Linked DNA regions of Danio rerio: region 2 is linked to region 1. The links are chromatin contacts, called in public HiChIP or PLAC-seq maps. All regions are on one chromosome and are shown on one strand. The core of a region is the stretch at or near the end of the contact, and the rest is flanking DNA. Distances in the headings are between cores, read along the strand shown.

Region 1 (5,955 bases), core at 1,149-3,648:
TTGCCGTTTTCTTTTTTCCACCCAACAAATGTGGTTTCTCGTGATTGGCTTTAATTGTCATGCATCATGTAATTGGCGGATATTAAAGCTGCTCTCTGTGCATTTCTGAGCAGATATTTGATGTTCGCTCGAAAACCAACAAGCAAACAATTAAAGTCCCCCCTCACTGCGTGTCTCTCTCGGTCGGTGCGTTTTGTCGGTGCTCGATGGTCCGTGTTAACGCGCTTATTATGAGAACAGGTTCCTCACGGGATTTCTGCACATATACGTGTGGGAAAGAATGTAGAGAGAGAGAGAGAGAGAGAGAGAGAGAGAGAGAGAGAGAGAGAGAGAGAGAGAGAGAGAGAGAGAAAGAGAGAGAGAGAGAGAGAGAGAGTATTGAATAATATATTGAATAATAATATATTGAATAATAATATGTTCATTATTTATATTTTTAATCATTATTATTATTATTACTACTGTGCATTTTATTATATATGCATTTTTTTCTTTTTTATGTAAACTTTAGAACTTGTAAAGCAATTATAATTGAATTGAATTGAATTGAATTGAGAGAGAGAGAGAGAGAGAGAGAGAGAGAGAGAGATCTGTTCAACATACACGTACGCGCGCATTTCTGTATCATGATGACCTCTGAACTCTGTTTACCTCATTGATATTATTTAATATTTTTATTTAAATATGACGTTCAATTTATGCTTGAGAAATATAATTTAAATTAAAAATTTTGATTTTCAAGGGGAAAAATCCAAAGCCTAAAGTGAATAAAACACAGTATTTTTCCTTGATTATGCTATTTATCCAATGTTTCTTCATCTAAAATATGAAAGAATTTAAATAAATAAATAAATCCCTGGTTCATTCCGCTGTGGCGACCCCAGATTAATAAAGGGACTAAGCAGAAAACGAACGAATGAATGATAAATAAATTACTAGGTTGATATTTCATACTATATCATTTAACTGTTGCATTTTTTCATCAATCAGACAGCAGGATGACATCAAACTTCTACCTCTATTAAAACAATAGCACACAAATACACATAAATGCTTCAAATGTATTATAAAATCAAGCGAGTCTCTAAATCTGATAAACTATATAATCGTGATGACCTGAAAGCTGAATTGATCCTGCGCGTGGTTTTTAATTAACTTTCCCCGCTGCCTGTAGCCTAATGATCGAACATTAGTATCAAACAAATAAAAATCGCGTGATTAAAGCTCACCTCTTTATTAAATCTGAAAGTCAAATTAAACACGGAGTGTGCACGTGGGCCGCATGTTGATGCGTTTTAATCTGGTTGAGCGCGTGCATGTGACACAGCAACCAACAGATTTTTTTATATGCATATTATTTGTTTTGTTCATATTTATAAATACAGCAGTGTCAAAACACAACATTTAGGATTTAAAATCTAATAAAGAGCTCGAAAATATTAGATAATGCTATGAAATGTAAAGGCTAAAGTATATAGGCTTATGTTTATAATTATATATATATATATATATATATATATATATATATATATATATATTCTAGTATATTATATATTTTCTTTTTAAAATATTATATCTTTCTAGACCAATATAATCAATGGAATAAAATATTTTTGTGTGCGCGCGCAGGAGGAATGCTTTATAAATGCTGCTCTAATCATACACTCAAATTGCTTAAAGGCATATAAAAAATGTCTTAAAGTCTTTTTTGCACCCCATTATATAAGTAAAAAATACTGCAATTTATTCTCTACAAATTTGCACTAAATTAAGTGTTTCTCATGACCAAGAGTGGCCTAAATGAGATCAGAAACAGCAGCACAGGACTGTGCGTGGATGAAGCGCGCATGAATCTCTATTGTGAATGAGATGAAAGAGGACAGAGCTCGTGGATGAAGTTCATCTGCTGTTGTTTGTAAAGCTCCTGCTCCTCCACGTGCAACACCCACTTCCGCCCTCCATCCACGCCCTCACCAACCCGGTGTAAAAAATCTCTTACGCATAAATAATACAGATTTTAATATTTAGATCATTTAAATGTATATATTATTGTTAAATGTTGCACTGTGCAAAAATAAACATTCACATGCATCTCATTAGAATAAAATATTAGTCACCCTTACATGGGTTACCCTAACAATTAAAAAAAAAAGGTCTAGTAAAGATTGACTCCCCCGCCCGTCCCTCCTCCCACTTGTAAACAATTACCAGTGCAACACGTCATCGAGATGACATCATCGCCGAACGCGCATTCCCTAAGATTTCAGCTGATCTGATTGGTCGCACTGGCTCTGGTGGATCTTCAAAGCCGGAGCCGAAAGCATTTGTGCTGCGGTGGGCGGTAAAAGTCTCCAAAACAGCCGAGGGACTTATAAATGTAAAGACCTTTCGCAGGTGATGGCAACTTCACTTCTTGGGGTGAGTACGGATGCATCTCTATGCGTTAAGCTGGCTGGGACATACTTCGTGTGTCTGTTGGAGATTTTTTAAACTGAAATGAGACGAATTTAAGATGATTTAATCTGATGTTTATATTAATATACGCTAGTGATATGAATGACGGTGCGTAATCCGTGCGTAATGCTGACCTGTTAGGCTAGATTAAGGTCACATGAGCCTGCAGAATGTTTACAATTCTTAGGGCGTTGATTGGAAATAATGTTCGTAGAACATTTCTTTGAATACCTCAAGTTTAAATTATCCCTAACTAAAAAAGGAGATTAAACAATCGATATCGGCTAATTTTATTATAGATTTGCTGGGTCATACATAAGGTTTACGTGTATTTAAACAGAGTTAAATGTTGTCCAAAAGGATCAGACTGTAAAACTGGTTCTAACTGGAACTTTCTGTTTTTATGAGCAGTGTTGCCGATGGCAGAACAGAGTCGGAAAAGTTTAATGCAAGGATAAAATCACAGCGGGTTGAGTTTAAACAACATAAACTTTTGCTTTGGTAAAAAAGCCAATTAAACGCAACAAAAAAAAAATCCATCAAGTTTCACTGCTGTATTTTCATGAACTAATGATTTCCTTGAAAAAAATATCTTTGAAAGAATACTAATCAAATTGTGCGCGTTTTCATAAATTGCTTATAATTTGCAATACGCCAAACTCCTTTTCTTTCTTGTTAACACTGGGTTTTTGTATGCGCACAGGAGGAACCAAGGGTTGGATCCACTCCATTGGCCATGTTAGCAGCAACCTGTAACAAAATAGGGAGTTCGAGTCCCCCCTCGGACAGCGGCTCGTTTGGGAAAGGCGGCTTTCACCCTTGGAAACGCGCAGCGCCCAGCAGCTGCTCTCTCTCCCCGTTCGGCGCGCAGAGGAACGACTCTTTCAGCGCCAACAGCTCGTTCTCCTTAACGGGCACCACCACCTCCACCAGCCCGTTTGGAAACGACTATCCGGTGTTTCAAACTTCAGTCGCCAACAGTTCTCAGGACCCGAGCGCGCAGTCCGTGTTCATCTCGAAAGTGGACTCTCTCCAGGGGATTTACCCGAGGATGAGCGTCGCGCACCCGTACGAGACGTGGTTCAAATCCGCGCATGCTGGCATCTCCTCCGGGGATGGGAGCGGATCCTCCTGGTGGGATGTTGGCACAGGTTGGATTGATGTTCAAAGCGCGAATGGTGCCGCGCTTCAGACCTCTTTGCATTCGCCCCTGAGCGGCTATAACTCAGACTATCCCTCCCTCACTCACTCCGCGTTCAGTGCCAGCCCGTCTCCACATCTCCTAAGCAGTGGGCAGCACCTGATGGACGGGTTCAAACCAGTTCTCTCCGCCACCTACACAGACAGCAGCACTGGTGCCAACAGCGCGGTTTTAGGAGGGTCTCCTGTGGTGCCGTTGGCCGGGTCTCCGCGTTCCTCCACCAGGCGCTACTCGGGCAGAGCGACCTGTGACTGTCCGAACTGTCAGGAGGCGGAGAGACTGGGGCCTGCGGGGGCCAGTCTACGCAGAAAGGGGCTCCACAGCTGCCACATCCCGGGCTGCGGGAAAGTATACGGAAAGACCTCTCACCTCAAAGCGCATTTGCGCTGGCACACCGGCGAGAGGCCGTTCGTGTGTAACTGGCTCTTCTGTGGGAAGCGCTTCACCAGATCCGACGAGCTCCAGCGACATTTACGCACACACACCGGGGAAAAGAGATTCTCCTGTCCAGTGTGTAACAAGCGCTTCATGCGCAGTGATCATCTCAGTAAACACGTAAAAACGCACAGCGCCGGGGAACCCGGGTCTAACGGGCTTAAAAAGAGCAGCGATACCGACAGCGAACAGAGTGTACCGGGCAGCCCAGCCTGCCAATCCCCGGAAATGATCCACAACACAGAACCCGTCCAGAACGGACTCTGAAAAGAACTAAATGCATGCGTGCATTCTTAAAGATAAAGGTTCAAATGAGAAGCAAAACATAAATATAACTGCATTCTCAAATTATTGGAAAACTTGCATAGTGCGTACAAATCTGAAGAACCGAAAAACACAGCATAAAGCGTTTAATCTCCAAAGAGCCGCACATTCTTAAAAATAAAGCTTCTAAAAAAAGAGTTGTTTCTTCTGAGCGATGCAATAAATCTTTTAAAAAGTTCCTAAATTAATAATACAACTCTAAAGGACACTTTTCCACTACAAAGCACTTTTTTGTGGAATGGAAACTGGTCTCAAACAAGTTCCCAATTGAGCCACAGGTGCCAATAAACCTTTCCTTTTGGAAAAGAGCAACTCTTATTCTTGTTAAGAAGTTCAGATTTTGTGTGCGTTCAAGAGGCTGCGATGTTCATTGACGAGCCTTTATGTTTAAGAATGTTCAGTGCGCATTTAAAGGCCAGTGGATTTATCAGAATAGACGCAAATGTTCAAAAATGTTTAATGATAATTGTCTGTAAATCAGCAGAAGGTCTCTCTCAGGTGTTCTTGGATATTTAAACCACTCCTTCATGAATAAAGTGATCAAATAACCTCGCAATGGAGGTAAAGATGAAACAAACTGCTGAACTTATTTGCGCTGCATTTCCAGATTCCCCATTCACTCCTGTCTCTTGAGGCACTTTATTACTTCAGATAGGAAATCAAGGATTTTATTTCTTAGCAGCTGCACGTTTGTTTTTATTAAACGGTTTTATTTTGTGCAACTTGATTTTGAAATGCAAAGTCTCTAATCGAGTGAATCTACGAAAACTCACGCATCATCTGGAGGTTAAAAGCGCGCTTTTGTACATTAGTCTTAATTTCATCGTGCAGTTGTTATCTAGTGAATCTCAACCCTTCTCAATGCAAAGTGAGATTGTACATAGGATTGTCTTGAAACTCTATTTATCATCGAGTTTGATTTGTGCTTTGAAGTCTATCAGAGTCGCACTTTGAATCTATATTTATAATTTCGGGATCGAATCAGCTCGATCATCTTTTGTTTATCGTTTGTTTTATTATTATTATTTAAATCAGCATGTGTGTTTGTATTTACTGACCGTTTACTTTGAGATAATAAAGTCACATTTGACTTGGACTGTTTTTATGTGTTCTGTGGGTTGGTGACAGTTTTGTTTGCGAAATATTTAAGTTTATTTCAGCCTATAAACTCCGAAGGGAACTGGCGGTATACAAAACAAAACAATTACAGTGTCAATTATTATTATTATTATATTATTATTATTGTTATTATTATTATTAGGCCTATTATTATTATTATTATTATTATTATATATTTTTTAATAGGCAAAATAATTAAATTAAATGTTATTAATGTTATTTTTTGTTTGGTTTTGATATATTCATTCGCGTGTGACTGAAATGCATTGTCTAAAATATAGTCACAAATTAAACTGAGAAATATTGTAAACGACTCTTTTTTGATTGGCAATAGAAAAAGTATAAACCTATATACAGCACATTAGCTAAACGACTTTAAAGCAGATTTATTTTGACTGAACTCAATCTGCCCCAACTAAAGT
Region 2 (5,955 bases), core at 1,440-3,939, 130 kb before region 1:
TCAAAGAGGTTGTGAGAATAAATAAACAAAATTAAAGTGAAATAAGTAGTCAGATATTCAGGTACAGTAATCCGATACGATATTATCATGATATTTTGCCCCCGATTATGATAGATCACGATATCAGCGATACATCACAAGAAAACCATCCACAATATATCATGATATTTGTAAATGAAGTGGGGAAAAAATGCAACAAAAAGTTATAAGATGTATTTTTTTTTATTAACAGCATTTAAACTCACCGGCCACTTTATTAGGTACACCTCACTATTACCAGGTTGGACCTCTTTTTGCCTTCGGAACTGCTTTAATCCTTCAAGGCATAGATTCAATAAGGCACTGGAAATATTCCTCAGAGATTATGCTCCATATTGACATGATAGCATCACGCAGTTGCTGCAGATTTGTCGGCTGCACATATATGATGCCAATCTCCCGTTCCAACACATACCAAAAGTGCTCCATTCGTTTGAGATCGTGTGACTGTGGAGGCCATTTGAGTACAGTGAACTCATTGTCATGTTCAAAATCATTGAAGATCCCAGTAGATCAGCCGTTTCTGAAATACTCAGACAAGCCCGTCTGGCACCAACAACCATGCCACGCTCAAAGGCACTTAAATCCCCTTTCTTCCCCATTCTGATGCTCGCTTTGAACTGCAGCAGATCGTCTTGACCATGTCTACATGCCTAAATGCATTGAGTCGCTGGCATGTGATTGGCTTATTAGAATTTAGCATTAACAAGCCGTTGTACCTAATAAATTGGCCGGTGATATTTCTTAGAATTGCAACATTGATATACCGTATGTTCGATCCGCCATTACAAGAAGCGCCACCTTATGCATGATCGCTGTTTCAAATGTAATGTAAAATGTAAACACGGTCCGTTCTTCATTGATGATCAACAACTATAATTAAACAAATGCAGCGATGTGACTATTGCGAATGCACACATTACGATATTGATGCTGTAACGATATATTGTGCAGTCCTAAAACTGTAAATACAAATAAGCAGGGGCGTTAATTCATGTAAAGTTGGTTTTATATTCACACATTCAGACTTTGCCATTCAATAATACACTAAAGCAGAATTAATAAGGCTAATTCAGATTAATTATACGATTACGAGCACAAAGTGACAACTTGTGACATGATTCTTATATTTTTTACAACACTACTTTGAATATTCGGTCTAAAATAACATGCAAGCATGACTTTAAAACAACATTAGCAATATTTAATAGAATGTAAACATTGCAGTGCTTTGATAGTCAATGGCAGCTATTATGATTTCCTTATTTAGAATTTTCTGAAATTATATTATTAAGGAGACAGAGTCAAAACATGCAAATAAAAAAACTACTTCACCCCAATACATTTTAAACCATTTTCATCCAATAAACCCCATCATCAAATATAAAGGAGACCTATATATACCTTACCACATGACAACCCAATTAACACTGTGACAAATTAATATCATAAATGGGTCGAAGTTGTAATTTGTAAGATATTTAGCTTATATTAAAGTTGCATTATTGGTAAAGTTGGTTTTATATTCACACATTCAGACTTTAGCATTCAATAATACACTAAAGCAGAATTTAAAAGGGCTAATTCAGATTAATTATACTTTAATGAGCATAAAGTGACAACTTTGACAAGGCACTAATATTTTTTACAACACTACTTCAGAAATTCAGTCTGAAATAGCATGCAGATATGACTTTAAAACAACATCAGCACTCTCTGACTGACAGTAAACATTGCTGTGCTTTGATAGTCATTGGCTGCTAATATGATTTCCCATTTAAATGTTTGCAAAGAATAATTTTCTAAAATTATATTATTAAAGAGAAAGTCAAAACATGCAAATATAAAACCAACTTCACCCAAATAGATTTTAAATGCATTAAACCCCCCCACAAAAGATCATTTTTATCCAATAAACCCCATCATAAAATATAAAAAAGACCTATATATAACTTACCACATGACTACCCTTTAAAATACCGAAAAAAATAATATTAAAAATGGGTCTAAGATATAACTTGTAAGATATTTAGCTTATATTAAGCAACATTATTCGCTTACATGCATGATACACACACACTCAAGCATTTCAAATAGAAAACAATGCATGTGAGCACACTAACAAGCACTCAAACATGACTCAAAAATATTCATACACTTAAACCAATACAAGTATGCAAATACAAACCAACATGCATGTAAACACACGGCATACCCATACAAAGCGCATACGCTCATACACACAAATGTGCGTTACATCCACACACACACACACACACACACACTTCAGCAGTGACAGCTCGCGCGCAACTGCCATGTCAACTGCTTAAAACAGCAAACACAGAGTCTGTTCTAAAACACGTGTGCTTTCACATATAAAGTTTGCAAAGACACACACGAACGAGTTTAAAACACATATATGAAGCCTTTTTATTATCATAAGCTGAGTTTGTTCAGTCAGACACATGAGAACAACCGCCGCGCCATCGGTACATGTACACGAGACGCACATTTAGAGCTCAAATAAAGGCTGTTATTAAACATATACTCACTTATCATGCTCTTTAAACAGCTTCCCTCCCGTTCGACACGTTTATGTCTCGGTTAATCCATTTACGCGCTGAAATGACTGAACACACGGGAGTCACTCGCCAGTACTTTCACACACTTCAGTCTAACATGGAGCGAGTTAGGATTTCTGATTGACCGCGGCACGAGCCAATGGCGTAGGAGCATATAAAACCCAACGGCGACTCCACAAATAACAGCCAATCAAGAGATGGCGGAGGCGGGGCTACAGGGTTTCCACTAGCGAGATAGAGTGCATCCGTTGTAACTAGTGTTAAATATATTTATGGTGGCTTGAAAAGCCAACATACTGTTATCTCACGTAAACTTATTATTATTAATGGGGTTTGCCATAGGCAAAGTCCATTCTTACAATTGTGCTGGCTTATTATTCTTCTTCTTCCTTCTTCCGTACCATTTTTCGGCGCGTAACTAGTCCCGCAGCTTTCGTCCCAGACCCTTGAAAGTGGGCTCAAATCGTCCGGTCTTATCGGGAATGGTGTGCTATGACTTTTATAAGGGGTGGGGGGTTTTTTGGCCCCGCAGGGGCCAAAAAACCCCCCCAAAAATCCCATAGACTTAACATTGAGCCGAACTTTGACGACTCACAGCGCCGCGTGTGAAATTCATAGAAATATGGGATTCACAGCATCTGTAGAGGGTTGCAGCCTAAGTGAGAACATACCTTGCAAGGGGGTAAAAGTTGCACCCCTGGGGCTCTAGGACGTCCCAAAGTGCTCCCATTGACTTACATTGGCCCCATTGACTCCCATTCATTTTTCTAGGAGAGCACTAAACGCGCCGCGAAATGGGACGACCTTTTAGGCGTTATAGCGCCAAGTGTGAAATTCGTAGAAATATGGGATTCGCAACATCTGTAGGGGGTTGCAGCCTGTATGAGAACATACCCCAAAAAGGGGTATAAGTTGTACCCCTGGGGTGCTAGGACGTCCCAAAGGGGTCCCCATTGACTTTACATGGCCCATTGACTCCCATTCATTTCTTGACTCACATGTCAATCACATTACATAGCAGTGTCATACAGACTTGGGGGTTGGCTAACTTGACTGAGGCAACCAATCAGCATCTCAATATGATTTTGAAACTCACAAGCCACGCCCCCCCAAACCATTTAAAGACCCTTAATAACTGCCCCATTGACTTAACATGGGGTGGGGCGTCCCATTGCACATCCCATTGACTTCCATTATAAAGGTCACACATCTATAACATTACATAGGAGTGTCATAGAGACATGGGGGTGGGCTCATCTGACTCAGACAACCAATCAGCATCTCAATATGATAATGAAGCTCATAAGCCACGCCCCCAAACTGGTCCCATAGACTGCCATTATAACTGCCCTACATGCATATCTTTGCTTAGCAGTGTCCTATTGGCTTGGGGGATGGCTCATCTGACTCAGACAACCAATGAGCATCTCAATATGATAATGAATCTCACAAGCCACGCCCCCAAACTGGTCCCATAGACTGCCATTATAACTGGCCTACATGAATATCTTTGCTTTAGCAGTGTCCTATTGACTTGGGGGTTGGCTCATTTGACTTGGACAGCCAACCACATTCAAGTTCACTCTGTAACCTCGCCCATAGCAACAAAAGAGAGTACCCTAGCAACCGTTCATCAACAGCTATATCTCAGCATCGGAACATCGTAGAGACTTGGGGATTGGCTCGTTTGACTCATGCTAGCAAACGGAACTTCCTATATGCTACACATGCTAGCAGTGACTAGCTACATGCTAATATTGACTAGCCATGTACTGTAACTTGCTAGAAATGCTCACTAAGTATAAATATTTCATCAGGCATGTATGTGAGGCTTGCCTAGTAACCACCCAGGGTACCCTAGCAACTGCCTAGTAACCGCCCAAATTACCCTAGCAACCGCCTAGCAACCACCTAGCAACCGCCTAGTAACGCCTTAGTAAGGGCCTAGCGACCACTCAGGACACCCTAGCAACCGCCTAGCAACGCCTTAGCAACCACTCAGAATACCCTAGCAACCACCTAGCAACACCTTAGCAACCACCTAGCAACCACTTAGGACACCCTAGCAACCGCCTAGCAACGCCTTAGCAACTACTTAGAATACCCTAGCAACCACCTAGCAACACCTTAGCAACCACCTAGCAACCACTTAGGACACCTTAGCAACCGCCTAGCAACACCTTAGCAACCACTCAGAACACCCTAGCAACCGCCTAGCAACACCTTAGCAACCACCTAGCAACCACTTAGGACACCTTAGCAACCGCCTAGCAACACCTTAGCAACCACCTAGCAACCACTTAGGACACCCTAGCAACCGCCTAGCAACACCTTAGCAACCACTTAGAATACCCTAGCAACCACCTAGCAACTCCTTAGCAACCACCTAGAAACCACTTAGGACACCTTAGCAACCGCCTAGCAACACCTTAGCAACCACCTAGCAACCACTCAGAACACCCTAGCAACCGCCTAGCAACAACTTAGCAACCACTCAGAACACCCTAGCAACGGCCTAGCAACGCCTTTGCAACCACCTAGCAACCACTTAGGACACCTTAGCAACCGCCTAGCAACACCTTAGCAACCACCTAGCAACCACTCAGGACACCATAGCACCCACCTAGCAACACCTTAGCAACCACTCAGAATACCCTAGCAACCACCTAGCAACGCCTTAGCAACCACTTCGAATACCCTAGCAACCACCTAGCAACGCCTTAGCAACCACTTCGAATACCCTAGCAACCACCTAGGAACACCTTAGCAACCACCCAGCAACCACTCAGAACACCCTAGCAACCGCCTAGCAACACCTTAGCAACCACCTATCAACCACTTAGGACACCTTAGCAACCACCTAGCAACACCTTAGCAACCACCTAGCAACCACTCAGGACACCCTAGCAACCGCCTAGCAACACTTTAGCAACCACTCAGAACACCCTAGCAACCATTCAGAACACCCTAGCAACCAAAACAAATACATTGTACCCCATCGATTTGCCACGCAAACCCCATTCACATTTCCTTTAGGAAATGTACAATTCTAGTTCTTCTTCTTCTTCTTCTTCTTCTTCTTATTCTTCTGAGACTAATTTTAAAGTGTATCTCCTCCTAAACTTTTCAAGCTTCATACTTCAAACTTTCGTCAAACCTTCAAACTGGTCTGACTCGGGTTGCTATATCTTTTCCGACTGATCCGACTTTCGGTTTTCCGAAAAACGACCCGGAAAATTCCCAAAATTCCCATTGACTTAACATTGGGTCAAACTTTGTGACCTTATAACTCTGCATCAGACTGTCCTACAGACTTCTAACTGGGCTCATTTAA

What was found. HiChIP or PLAC-seq counts read pairs in DNA pulled down with a chosen protein or histone mark.
Region 2: a contact with region 1 is called in an H3K4me3 HiChIP or PLAC-seq map of embryo, with 4 times the contacts expected there. The contact joins the promoter of hycc1 here to the promoter of sp8a in region 1. A contact is called at or near these places in 2 of 18 Hi-C or Micro-C datasets (caudal fin and embryo) and 1 of 4 datasets of contacts at active chromatin or transcription factors (embryo).

The regions. Positions count from the first base shown.
Region 1 is chr19:2,788,724-2,794,678 of GRCz12tu, reverse strand. sp8a (sp8 transcription factor a) reads left to right here and starts at 2,398. Exons shown (of 2, transcript NM_213241.2): 1 at 2,398-2,418; 2 at 3,158-5,510. The coding sequence starts at 2,398. The coding sequence ends at 4,357.
Region 2 is chr19:2,920,898-2,926,852 of GRCz12tu, reverse strand. hycc1 (hyccin PI4KA lipid kinase complex subunit 1) reads right to left here and starts at 2,689. Exons shown (of 11, transcript NM_205630.1): 1 at 2,592-2,689.